Regions from separate parts of the Mus musculus genome. Here region 1 is linked to region 2. Evidence: chromatin contacts called from public HiChIP or PLAC-seq data. All regions are on one chromosome and are shown on one strand. Each heading gives the region's core, a stretch centred on a gene start, on an enhancer-like site or on the middle of the called end of the contact. The rest is flanking DNA. Distances are from core to core; before and after follow the strand shown.

Region 1 (7,185 bases), core at 4,001-6,500, 520 kb before region 2:
TTTGTTTTTGTCTGTCTGCCTCTCATAGAAAGAGACACAGAGAGATAGATAGGAAGAGGCACAGACAGATAGGAAGAGACACAGAGAGAAAGACAGAAACACACACACACACACACACACACACACACACACGAGAGAGAGAGAGAGAGAGAGAGAGAGAGAGAGAGAGAGAGAGAGATGGCAGATAAGACCCTGTAATCGGTGAGCAGAGACAGGTAAGAGCATTTTGCACAGGGCACTAAGCCTAAGCAAATGTTCACCTCATCTCCAAAGTGAACCTTAAATTGAACCCATGCAACAGGCGTGACCTTCCTTAGAAATACAAACCTTTCTGAGCCAGGAATGAAGCCAAGGTTTCAGGGCCCCAAATCTAAGCTTTCCTCCACTTTTTAGCTGGATAGCTTCCAGGTACAAACAATCTGGAGCTGCCCTGCTGGATCGCCACCTGGATGTGTGAACTATCTGGCAATATCAACCGTATTTCACACTCTTTGCTCACGCTCCTACCCCCTCCCACTTAGAGTAGAAACACAATACTTCTTTGCCTCCATTTGCCGACAACCCTGAAAGCTCTGGGTTTGCTGTGACTGAACATGGCAGGGGCTTGCACAGAGACAGCTCTGCATGGTTTCCTTGCTGGGAACTCTTGCTCATCTCAGATTTTCCATGGATGCTGCCTCTGCATCTCCTTAAAGCCTTGTTTCTAGCCATTGCTAATGTGCAGCTTGCCTTCTGGTCCCTGGAGCCTGTTTCAGGCAAGGAGAACTGCAAATTTCTCATCTTGAACAATCATTTCCTCTAAAGCCACACTAGTCTCCCAATGACCAGGCTGTACCAGTTCTCTAGTTTTTGCCAGTTCTGCTTAAAATCTATTTTATTTAAGTACTTTCTTTGCAAAATGCCATCATTGACAACAGGTAATGTCAGGTGAAGCTACTGAAACACTCAAGATACTTTTGTTTTGCTTCTCATATACTTAGTTTAGGGGGTATGGAGTCATCGGAGTAATTGTTGAGTCGATAGTCTTAAACATCTAACATTTCTTTTTTGTTGAATTTAAAAATCCTCTTTTAAAGCTATTTTTCTATTGTATATTCCAGGCAGAGCTGTGGGAGATTTGGATTAAGGTGGAGTTATATGGAAGTTGGTGAATTAGCATCCATATAGGAGTTAGTAATGGCAGGATCCGTGTTGACAGAATGGGGTAGGAAAGGGAAGACACAAAGGGACCCCTAGATTTCTGTGGGCTTCATTCATTGAGCCAGGAATCCCTGCAGGAGAAACAGATTGCATATTATGTGGAGACTTGGTGGGAGGCATAGGTAATGTTGGATGTTTTGGGTAAGACTTTGAGCTATACTCACCAGTGTGGGAGAAAGTGCCAGGTCAGCAGCTAAATACTGGACTGTTAACACATAAATGGTTTCTAGGGCCACGAGGATGATAATTTGGAAGAATGGAATGAGAAGAGGATGACAAGGTTGATCTACATTAAATTCAAATCTTAGAGCCCAGTTGGGTAAGTCAGCAGCAAGGATTTCGGTTATGCATAATTAGGAAAACCGAGACTTACCCAAACAACAGAAGGTCATGTCATGGGGACTGGGAGATGGCTCAGGTGGTAAAGTATCTGCCTTGCTAGCATGAGGACCTGGGTTCAACCCTCAGAACTCATTTTTTTTAAAAGCCAGGCATGGTGGCACATATTTAAAATCTCAGTTCTAAGAAAGCAGACACAAGTAAAACTCTGGGACTTGACAGCCAGGCAGGAGAGCTTACTTGGTTAGTTGGATAGCGTACTTGGTTAGTTGGATTGCTTAGTTGGTTAGTTGGATAGCTTACTTGGTTGGTTCCAAGCCAGTGAAAGACCCTGTGTCAAATCAAGATGCCTGAGGAATGACACTTTATGTGATGGGATAGCCCATTGGGAATGTAGGTTCGGGTTGATTAGATTCATCAGTTGAACAATGCCAACAATTTCTTCCTCTCTTTCTACTTATGGCCACTGCTTTTATGTGGTGTTAGCTTCCTGTGGGATGGCTGTCTTTATTATCCATGACACATAGAAGGGGAAAAAAAGAATGTATTTATTATTTTCTCAAAAAAATGTTTTCTTTTTTCCTTAAAGGTTTCAAGAAAATCTTTTCATTTTGCTGGATAAAATTGTGCCAACATACTCATGTCTGACCCCAAATTTGGTGTCCTCGGAATGAGGTTATACTGATTGACATACCTGAGAGAGGGGTCTTGTTCTTCATTGTTCCTTGGTTGGAGCAGTGAGTTCTGAGGCTCCAGGATCTGAACAATACTAGTTTCATGTCTCAAAATAAGGTAGCCTGCATTTGGCAGAAACAATCACAACACATACCAGAACCAAGAAAAGAAAATGGACTGAAAGAGGCTGGGACTCAAGAAGAAATGAAGAGGTTCCCCTAACATCTTCATGTTCAGAAAGAGAGCTGTGGTTGATTGGGTAGTTCCTGCTGGCCAGCCAGTAGGTTTGGTGGTTCCAAGTTGGGCACAGTGAGAACAGAGGGAAATGAGAGGGGGTGGGGGGAGAAGGAGAGAGAGAAGGAGGGAGGGGGAGGGGAGGTAAAGGGAGAGGGAGAGAGAATGTTTTTGAGAGATGGGGGTGGTAGAGATGTAGTCTGCAGTGGAGAAAGCATTTGCCTGCATGTGTATATACTTGCTCTGAACATAGAAACGGACATTTCTATTTAAATTTATTTATTTAAATTCCTATTGAAATAATCTACTACAGAGAGGTGGGTTCTGTATGAGTGGAAGAACAGCATGCTTAAGCATGTATCACAGTGTGTAGGATGCTGCTGGACCAGCATCTTGACAAACTGCCTCACAGAGCCCACAATGACAGTAGGCTCCATGGTTGTAATGAAGATTATTAGAGACTGGAGTTTACCAGTTTTTATTTTATGTTTTATTAAAAAAAAAAACAACAAAACCCTATAACTTAGAAGTTTCCCAACACAAGGAACTGATTTATCGTTTCTCCTCCTCCTCCTCCTCCTCCTCCTCCTCCTCCTCCTCCTCTTCTTCTTCTTCTTCTTCTTCTTCTTCTTATTATTATTATTATTGTGAATGCATGCAGGTGCTCGTGGATGTCAGAAAGGCCTCAGTTTCTTGGAGCAAGAATCACAGGTATATGTGGATGGTAGGGGCCAAGCTCTAGTCTTCACAATGGAGCATCAAGCTCTCAGCCTCTAAGCCATCTCTCCAGCCCCAAGAAATGATGTGTGTGTAAGAAAGAAATGCCAGTTTTCTTGAATCTGTCATTAATGCATATGAATTATTATGCAATATCCTATGAATATTATAAAATGATTATAAGTTGAAATGATTCTCAGCCACTCACACAAAAGTCCTGGAAAAGGCCGAAGAGTGAGGACACTTCAGGAGACAACTCAGAAGAGTTAAAGTGAAGAGCCTGAGATCACAGTTTCACACTCAGTCATGAGGAGGAGGGGGAATGGAAAGAAAGCAGTCAACATGCGGAAGCCTCCAAGTGGTTGAAAATGGTGGCCATGGCAACAGTGATTTAGGAAGCAAGAAGGAGAAGGGATAGGAAGAAACACAAGTCTCTAAATTATTGCATTTTTAAAAGTCTTCCCTCCCCTCCCTGTGTATTTGTGTGTGTGTGTGAGAGAGAGAGGGGGGAGGGTAATGAGGGAGGGGAGAGAGAATAAAGATGTGTGAATATGTGAGGACAGGTGCACACAGGCCATAGCTCAAGTGTGGGGGGTCAGAAGCCAACCTCCTGGGTCCGTTCTTGCCTTCCCCGTTGTTTGAGACACAGTGTCCTGCTCATTCGATCTCTACTGTAGGCTAGCTGGTGGGCAGCTTCTGGGGACTGTCCTGTCTTGCCTCCCATCCTGCTGTAGGACAGTGGGATACTAATGCATCCAGCTTTATGTGGATTCTAGGAATCCAAATTTAGATCCTCACACTTACCCAGCAAACACTTTACCTACTGAGCATGTCCCCAGCTTCAGTGAGTACGTCTCAGCAGTAGAGACCTTTCAGCTCTTGTCACCATGCTGTGTGAGACTTTTGCAGTAACTGGTTTCAGTGAGGTGGTGACAAAGGTTTATGGGAGATGAGGAAACTTTGAACTCTGAGATCTGGTTGTTACTGGGATCTGTCTGGATAATGAAGTCCCTCAAGGTGAAGATAGGAGACAGATAAAGAGGTGCTAAGGACGTCACTAAGGCTGGCACCGAAGAGCAGTCTCAGGGACATCACTGGATGAAGACTTTAGAGGTAAGTCATATCACTATGACTAACTCTGGGCAAGATGCCAACTGCCCCCTAGGTCTTGTTTGCTCTGAGGGAATTCCTTAGAAGGGATTATTTGGTTTAGCTCCTTTCTAGGTATGAAGATGCCCCTCTCCCACCATCTGGTTATAGTAATCTGTTGCAGCCTGAGTTAGTCACACTTCTCCCTCCAGTTCTTGGCAGGCTGTCAACCGCAAATAGGAACACGAAACCAAAATAACAGCTTTACTACTGATGGAGCAGGGCTTGAGGCTGCAGGCTTGGAGCAGAGCTGGAAAGCACCAGCGGTGCCTGAGCCCTTGTGCTCAGAGCTGCGTTGACCAGTCTCATCTTAGCAAAGTAGGTGGGTGTGAGCACTGGCCTTTTCCTACAGGACAAGCCTTTACCCAGAAGGCTGACAGGGAGAGAGGAGACGAGAGAGAGAGAGAGAGAGAGAGAGAGAGAGAGAGAGAGAGAGAGAGAGAGAGAGAGAGGAGGAGGAGGAGGAGGGAGCACATGACACTCATTGTCGACACACTGAGCCCTTCCCAAGACAAACTAGGTCCCATTGCTAGCGTTGATCAACCTCCCTCTTTGGAACCATGAATAAAAAAGCAGGGAAAACAGACAAAGGGTTTCTTCCCAATATCATCTATTTAATGGAAGCATTGCTTTATTCTGGGGCAGGGACTTAGGGAAAAGAAGAAAATATTCCCCCCACCCCATATGACACATAAGCTGACAACCAAAAGGACACAGTTTCTTATATTTCTGCAGTTGCACATATGTGTAAGACGCACGCAGAGTTAATGTGGATTAAAAAGTTATCTCCACGACAACAGGATTCCAAGAGCGTTTCCCCAGGCTTTGCCAAATGTTCCATTTGCAACTTGGATTCAACTCAGAATCATAGGGTTTCTAGGCAACATCACCAGAGACAGGAAACAGCCTCCGAGTCATTACTAAAATAAGTTAAAACAAACAGATTTCTTGTTTCCCTAGCTCTACCCAGTTCAGCTGAGGTGTGGATCTCATTGCGAGTGGCCCACTTCGGCTGGGGTGAACAGCTGCGGCCATCGTGATAAAAGCCAGGCTGAGAGGTCATGAGGAGAACACAAACCTGAGCCCCACAGTCCCAGCGTCCCAGCTCCCGATTCTTTCCCGGGGCACCGTATTAGCTGACATATTGATAGTCCCTCAGTCTGAGACTGTATTTACGTTACTGGACTGCCCTGGAAAGTAGCTAGCCAGATGGGACCCAGGACCTAGAACATTGACAGCTTTGAACGCTAGGGAATCCTGTGTAGACCCTTCAGGGTTGGCGGACTCTGGCAGGCCTTCAAGGTGACATACAGGTTAGCAGGGAAGTTTTATTTCCATTCAGAATTCTTTCTCACTGGGGTTTTTTCTCTAAGTTCACCGTCAGATGCTCCCTCCGTAGGAGTTAGTTGTAGGCTAAAACTGTATGGGAGTTTCTATTTGAATTACTCGTTTAGAAGACTCTTGCATCTGTAGTGTTGAAAGCTTTAGAATCACAGCGTGAATGGCTTCCGTGAGTCACACATTCCGTGGAGTACCTAGCTGATAGCAGGCTTCCCACAAGAAAGGGGCAAAGTGACATGTGTGTCACATGGAGATGAAGTAAGGATATCACGAAACAGGAAAGGGACGCTAGGAATGGCCATCGAAAGGAAGAAAGTGTCATGGGGGAACCATGGACGGTCAACCTGATAGCAATGACCACAGAGGCTGACTAAGGAGGGAGGGGAACTTTAGTGGTCCCCTCTGCCATGCCCCCACTCCTTTGTAATGGTGTTCTGATGCTTCCTGATCCTCAAAATAACACCGAGCCTCCAGGCCTGAGGATGGTAGAGATTCACAGTTCTGTCCTGAAGAGGTGGCCTTCCACCCCAAACTCAAGGGCAGATTTAAGCACTCTCCTAAACATTAAACAATGCTTTCTACACACACACACACACACACACACACACACACACACACACACACACACACACACACGAAACCACAAGAACAAACAACATGGTGACCTCAGTTTAAGTCTTAGCATGGGTTAACACTGCCAGGAACGCCAAGCAGCAGCCATGCTAACCGATGGTACTGATTGGTTTCAGGATCAGCACATGACTAATTCTCATTTGCTAGAGCCCGTGCGCGCTGCCTTCCTGGTACTCTATTCTGACCCTAATGTGGGACCCTAATTCCCACAGCTTTAAGAAAGTACAAAACATTCACAAGTGGATGCAGAGCTGCAGGAAATACTGCTGGGGCAAGTCAGCTAGTCCCTTGCTGTGAATTAGTGGGTAATGCCAGATGACTTCTGGGTGCTGGAGCCAGGGACCCAGATCTTCTCCCTACACTCTTCCGAGAACATTTTTGGGCTTTGCTGGTAGGTGAGAGATTAGTCCGCTGTGCTATGAAATGCAATCCAGAGACAGCTAGCTAGTAAATTGTGAGGCAGGAAAGTAGCTCATGACAATGAAATCATTTAATAAAGCATCCTTCAGCCAGCCCAGCGATAGCACTATGTTCTATCCTCTGAGCACTTCAGCTAATTGCAGCTTTACTGTACGAATCAGACATGGCTTTTTTTTTCTTCCGTGTATCACTGTTAAAGCCCATGTAGCATTTATTCATTTGTAGGCCAGGGTAAAGTTTCAGGAGACTAAACAGACGGCTGCTGAGAGGAAAACAGCGGAGATGAATTTCTGCGTGACTTAAATCTTGGAGTTATTTTATTTTGATTCTCAAATAGGGAAACCATCATGTTATTTAGGCAACTCAGGCAGGAAATCAAATCTCACTCTTCAGTTCCGCTGATGTTTTCTTCAATTGAATTATGTGGCCCTATGCATGGCCACGCCCACATCGGTCCTGCTGTGATGTTTAATTAGC
Region 2 (7,002 bases), core at 916-3,415:
CACACTCCTGAGAGCCACATACTGGAAGTGTCACAAGGACCACCACCACTGCTGGTGCTGCCATCAGAGACCAGGGTTAAGAGCCCTTGCTGCAGAGGGCCTGCACGGGGTTTCCTGCACCCACACGGTGACCTAACAACCATCAGGAACTCCAGATCTGGCACCCTCTGTGGCCTCTGATGGCACCAGGCACACACATTGCACTTATACACATGTAGACAAAACACTCATACACATAAAATATAAAAATTAATAAATCAAAAAATTAATAATTCTTAGAAAAAGATCTTCTTTACAGAAACACAAAACACCTCTCTACCAAAACTGGGAAAGACTCATGGTACCTCACAGTATTCCTACTAATAGAAACCACTCTATCAGTGTTAGAGCTGACTGTAATTTATTCTCTGACAAGAAGCAGTTTCTCAACTTCCATGTGTTAGATGGGAGTCCTGGGAGAGGGGCTCTTGCTCTACAGCTGAGGAAAGATGACCTATAGCCAAGTCCATGTCATCTGAGAGCCAGTGGCGAGGCTACTAGCATACCTTACCTTATCCTAATGCTCGACATGGTACTGAAGCCAAAGGGTGACAGACACACACGTCTGTTTGATCCATACACTTCTACTTTGAGTGGGTAATACCGACTGCAAAGTGAGTCTACCATGCATAAGTGCCTCCATATCATGGGAGTAACTTGGAACAGGCTTGTTAGCCTTTACATAAGGTCTGAAGACAGCAGGGAATACAAAGCTAGTGACTTTACATTTGGAAATGGAACCCAAGGCCAGGAGAGAGAGCATCTTCCTGAAATGCGTCATAAAGGCATACAGAGATGTCCTGGGATGGACCACTTTTCCATACTTGGCTTCTCCTAAACATATCTTATTTCAGCACTTTAATCTTTTGTTTTAAATAACCACCCACAATCTTGTAGCCTTGCAGTTTTAATTAAAAGTGGCAAGGTATGGGGTGCATATACATATAGCTTAGTAGTATAGGACTTGCTTACCACATATTCCTAATATCACACGATCTCTCTCTCTCTCTCTCTCTCTCTCTCTCTCTCTCTCTCTCTCTCACACACACACACACACACACACACACACACGAGATCCGAGGAGATGGAGAGATGGCTCAGTGGTTAAGATAAGAGCACTTGCTGCTCTTGCAGATGACACAGGTCAGATTCCCGGCACACACGTGGTGGATCACAACTACCCACAACTCTAATTCAGGATCTAATGTCTTCTGGGCATCAAGCAGGCACGTGTGCACACATATAACATAGGCAAGACACACATATGAAAAAAAATTTAAAAACCTAAAAAGCAAGATCTATCGTACAATATTATTAAATGCCTGGTAGTGGTGGCGCACACCTTTAATCCCAGAGCTTGGGAGGCAGAGGCAGGCGGATTTCTGAGTTCGACGCCAGCCTGGTTTACAGAGTGAGTTCCAGGACAGCCAGGGCTACACAGAGAAACCCTGTCTCGAAACAAACAAACAAACAAACAAAAACAAAACAATATTATTAAACAAAACAAACAATCTACAAGACCCTTACCTATCTACCAGGAATATATAGATGAACCCTCTTAAAGTTTTTCATTCATAAAACAAAACGTGAACTTTGAAATGAATGTTCAGAATTTAAAACAAATAAGGAGACAATTAAAGTTAAAAACACTCAGGATAGATTCAATTTTAATACAAATTTGAGTTCACTGAGAATAAAAACTAAGAGTACTATTAGGGTATTTAAAAATACATTAAAAACAAGTTAGTGTTTTTAAACAAGCAATCCTCTAAATTAAGTTGTTATTGGCTCCGTGTCTAAGTAGGTACATCAACTCTTTGAAATAACAGTACTTTCAGAGACACCATCTGGTAGCACAAAAGCATCTATCCAACTGCCAAAAAGTTGCTGGTTAATTCAGGAAATTGATGATGGAGCCATCTACTCTGAATACAGACCACAATTTACTTTAATAATGTACATTCAATTATTAAAACTCATTAAAAAGCAGTTAAGTACGTGAGTGCACTACTCTGAAGTGTTATGACATGGACTGCCTGCCATTTAGGGGCAAGAATGTCTAGAGGGACATTCCACCACTACCGTCTGGTTGAGAACTGAGAGACCATGTTTTAGTAGACAGCTTTATCTGCAGTGAACTTCCTGTTACTTCAAGCGCCTGTGAGACAGCTACTAAAACAAATCCCCCAGACAACGTTCTATAAAAGCATGCCATAATGGTTTTGAAATGAAAAGAACCTTTAAAAAAGTTACGATAGGTTCACCTATGAAAGAAGCCATGCACTCTGTATGATTTCATTTACATAAAGCGCACAATCAAACAAGTCCTACAAGTCAGGACAGAGGTATGTCGGTGTGGGTGGAGGGAAGGATGGCGAGAGATCATGGGCCTGGCCACAAGCTGCTCTCCCCCGCTGGACACTGCCTGTGCACGGGGGGCTCTGCTGGGGCTGCTTCTTTGACCATGTGTACTTCTCTACATACATATATGTTACTCATGCATAAAAAATTAAAATTGGAAAAGTCAACAGGTTAGTTTCAGCAATTAAAAGGGAGTAGATTGAGTTTTAACTGATTCTTGATGATGATGTAACACTTTGTTACTGTCAAACATAAACTCCTTTAAAAACTCTAATATTAGGCATGAACCTCTTCAGAGGCAAAGATTAGTTTTTGTTTTTACTATCCATAGCTATCTACGTTAAAAACAAACTGTAAGTGAAAAAAGACAAAAACTAAATAAAAACAAACTAGCTTTAACTAATCTTGAAAATATCTCTTGAGGTCTCACTACATTCTGTACATCCTCTCAGTTTCCTAGGGAACGGCAGGCACTGTAACTGTACTGGAATATAACTAACTGTTACTCAACGCTCATTCCTGCCATCTCACTTGACAGACCTACACCAGGTCACAGAGTGCAGGGAAGTCTCAGTTGCAAGGTTCTTACATGTGACATTTGGCAGCTACAAAGGCTGAAAGCAAAGAAAGTAACGTTTATAAAGCAAGTTGGAGCTAAAGCTAAGATAATCTCTTTCTATCATCTGCTTGCTGAGACGGGGATGCTTCCTAAACACGAAAATTTCCCCAAAATTATGGCTCACGATTATCACTAAAACCCCACGATATCATCTGTGCCATCTTAAAAGTGGTTTCTGCCACACTAGCCACTCCTAACTAAATTTGAGAATGAAAATTAAGTCTGACAGTGACCAGTTCTCCTCCCTAAGGCTGGACCTGGTGACTTTTAGAAGAGTCATAGAATGAAAAATGAGCGTTCACACACACACACACACACACACACACACACAGGAAGCCACTTAAAAATAAGAACAACGACATCCCATGCCCTAAAACAGGAGCTTGAAAGATGTGCCACTGTCGTAAGTTTCAGGCATGGGGAAGGAGGATGGACTTCTGCTCACTGCATGGACACCAGTGGGAATAGAGCCACCCAGGTTCTATGTCACCACTACTCTGATAACAGCTCCAGGCTGTGGGGCACAGCTGTGAGGCCCTGGCAGCAAGGTCATCACAGCAGCGAGCTTTGCTAGTCCAGCTCTGGAGTGTCAGGATACAGAGAAGCAGCGCTGCAGTGTGAAAACAGTCTGATACAAACCAGATGGAACTTAAGAGATGGGCAACACAAAGGGAAACAACTGGCTCATTCAACAAAGCCAGGTCCCTGCCCCAGAGAATTCACACAAGACAGTAACAGTCGCCCTCAGTTGATACAAACAAGAAGCCATGTGGATATAGTTGAAAGAATTGTTTTTCCTCAGACTAAACAAAGTTTTGATTTCTAAATTCTTATATTCATTAATTGCAGTTTGGTGTAATGTTGGCTTTCCCTTTTCTTCCTTTCTTTTTTTTTCTTTCTTTTTTCTTTTTTGCCAAAAATAAGTACTTCACTTGTAGAATATATGTATTTTGTGACACCACAGAAACACATGGAAACTAATTTTGTGCTGCTTCCTGTAAAGTGTTATGGATACAGCAAGCTAAACCATTTTGGGGAAACTGGCACAGTTAATGATTGATTAAATGACACAATAATTAGAAAATAGTCAACATAGTATTTCTAGGACCGCCTAAGTTCTCATTGGTACGAAAGGCTCCCAACTGCTACCTAAGTTCCTAGACTCTTAGGTGATAAAGTATTATTGCAATTATATTAACAGAAAAAAAAGCATCTATGTCCCTGCCTGTTGATTCTGGGCTGAGAAGCTGACAACAAATGGATTTTAAGAAAACTTTTGATGGTCACAGCCACTTAGACCCTTCTGCTAGCACGACTCCAAATAGCACGAATATGTATACATTCATTATTAGTTTTATTGTGCTATTACATATTTAACAGAGCAAATGGCCCTCCGTCTTCAATTGAAGAGTAATTATGGTCCCGCACAAACATCTTTTAAGAAAGTACTTCTTTATTTTTCTTATAAAAGATGTTTCCTGTGTTTGCCTTTCATCATAAAGAGTTTTTCTCCGAGAAATGTATGTTTTCCATACTGTCCTGTGTACTCGCATCCAGCCTGAACCAGGGTGTCATGGTGTACGTGCTAGTTGAGTCCGGAATGATCACTTCTCTTTTGGATTCAAAATGTGAGAGCTGAGTCTGCCCTGCACCTGCCACTCAGGCTGAGTTCCTTCATCCACTCAGAAGCTGGACATGGCTATGACCCTAGAGACAGACAGATGCTGAGAGCGCTCTGGCCAGCTAGCCTAGCTAAAATAAGGACACCTGAGGTTATTTTCTAGTTTCCAATGGACACATACCACATGCACTCACATCTATAAAACACACATAAAATAAGAGAACTGTTGACAAAATACAATTTATTAAACATTACCTGCCCAAAGATCTGGTTATAGCGTGAAAGGCACCCTTTCTAGTAAGCTTTGCTGGATATAACTAGACAGTGTGCAAGTCCATGAAAAACTGCTGAAGAAAACAATATGTACACACAGCACACACAAATTTAAACATTCTTTACCTAAACCTAACTTAGTATTCCCCGATGAAGAACAAATGAAACAACATATCTGCTTAAGTCACACAGAACACATACCTATGAGCACTTTCTCACCAGCGTCATTGAATCTCTGGGACAGCACAGGTTCAACTCCTCCCTCTTAAAGGAGCAGCTGCTTACATTATAATTAGGGGGAAAGAAGCAGTTCCCTTCATACAGTCAGGCTAACTATAGCTACTACTTCCAAATTTCCTAATACGCCACATCTTAGGCATGTTTTTCTTTAATGACTGTATCAACCTAAGGAAAGCTGTATCATACCACAGGCCAGAAAAGCACAGAGAGGTTAAGCAACTTGTTCAAACTCACCAGCGGAGGATGGTTTTAACCTAGGGAGCCTGACTCCAGACTGCACGCTCTCTATGCTGTATGGCTCTATATACAGCAGAAGCATAAGTCCCCAAAACAAACAAGCCATTCAGCAGTGTTGCTCCAAATTGTGCTTCCTCTTCTGAATCAGAACTGTGAGCACCAGCTAAGCTTCCACAACTCCCAGTCTCTGCCTTGGGTAGTGTCAAGGAAAAGCCTAGAATCTGGGTCTTCATTAATTATAAAAGCTCCTGTCTGTTTCCATTTAGAAGCGCCATCTGCAGACACCGAGCAGCAACACAGAGTGGCTAGCTCTGCGAGGGAGCACACACAGCAGCTGTCAGTCCTTGGTCCTGATGCTCACCTGAGCTAATCGAGCCCCTTGATATCCAGTATATGGCCAGGTGGACCCGGGCTAGGCGAGAACTTTACTGCTATGCTGGCTGAAACAGTCCGTTTACTTTTTATTTTATTCATATAAACCTTTAAGTTACTAAAGCATTTAGTACGCAATTACTCATCAAGCAGCACAGGTAAGACTTGTATTTGTGGTAAATTCTGTTGGAGAAGATTGTGCTGTGTAAAAGACCCTCGCACACTGGAAGAGCAGATGCTACGGTAGAGACAACACCGACCCAAGTTTCTCCTGCTCCCGGGACTATTTGCTTCATTAATAATAAAACATAAAGATGCTGCCAATCTACACAGTTACTTCAGTGATTTTGGAGGGCATGCAAGATGGCTCAGTAGGTAAAGGCTCTTGCTGCCAAGCCTGCCAACCCAAGTTTAGTCCCGGGACCCAACAAGGTAGAAGGAGAGAGCCGATTCCTGCAAACTGCCATCTGACTTGGGCCTGCACGGCTTACTTTCTAGTGTAATCCTTTATGCAGGCTGCCCACTTCACTTCCCTCCCAGGTAATGTATCACACGCTCCCCATCCCCTGCTTACATCTCCTTTATTATAGACTTACTTACTTGAGTGCCTGAAGGCAACACACACATGCTGAAGGCAAAGGACAAATCTGGGGAGTTTGTCCTCTTCTTCCACCATGTAAATTGTGAGGCTTAACTCTGGGAGTCAGGCTTAGTGATGTCTCCCTGGCCCTCTGTTTAGTTCATTCTTAAAGAACTAACTTAACTGTATACATTTCATCCCTAGATGATCTATATTTCCCCGTCTTTTAAATCAAAGATTTTTCATACAAAAGCTAAAGTTAAAACATTCATCTGGTGTTGGGCAGTGGTGGCACACATCTTTAATCCAGAACTCAGAAGGCAGAGGTAGGTGGATCTCTGAGTTCAAGGCCAGCCTGATCTATAGAGTGAGACCCATGACAACCAGGGCTACACAGAGAAACTATGTCTCTCTCTCTCTCTCAAAAAAAAATCTATTTTAAAACCTACTGCTCCAGAGAAGTGTCTTTTCTTCATAAGGATTATGTCCCTGACTGTATGCAGATATTCTCACATCAACTGAAACACAAGATGATGTGGTGGTATGAAGAGGAATGGTCTTCACAGGCACACAGGCTTGAATGTTTAGTTTTGAGGAAGTGGCACAGTTAGGTGTGGCCTTGTTAGAGGAGGTGTGTCACTGGGGGTGGGCTTTGAGGTT

Evidence for each region. HiChIP or PLAC-seq counts read pairs in DNA pulled down with a chosen protein or histone mark.
Region 1: a contact with region 2 is called in an H3K27ac HiChIP or PLAC-seq map of heart atrium, with 5 read pairs. The contact joins two enhancer-like sites. A contact is called at or near these places in 1 of 484 Hi-C or Micro-C datasets (embryonic stem cells) and 1 of 115 datasets of contacts at active chromatin or transcription factors (heart atrium).

The regions. Positions count from the first base shown.
Region 1 is chr12:71,746,201-71,753,385 of GRCm38.p6, reverse strand. No RefSeq gene overlaps it. Among named protein-coding and RNA genes, the nearest start is that of Daam1, 81 kb to the left of the region's middle. Within about 2 kb of position 5,250, at least 123 of the 459 cell types and tissues checked have an H3K27ac peak or open chromatin away from gene starts, as enhancers often do. A contact at or near this core is called in heart atrium, where this site is marked.
Region 2 is chr12:71,224,569-71,231,570 of GRCm38.p6, reverse strand. The region is part of intron 29 of 2700049A03Rik (RIKEN cDNA 2700049A03 gene); the gene reads right to left. Among named protein-coding and RNA genes, the nearest start is that of Dact1, 82 kb to the left of the region's middle. Within about 2 kb of position 2,165, at least 15 of the 459 cell types and tissues checked have an H3K27ac peak or open chromatin away from gene starts, as enhancers often do. A contact at or near this core is called in heart atrium, where this site is marked.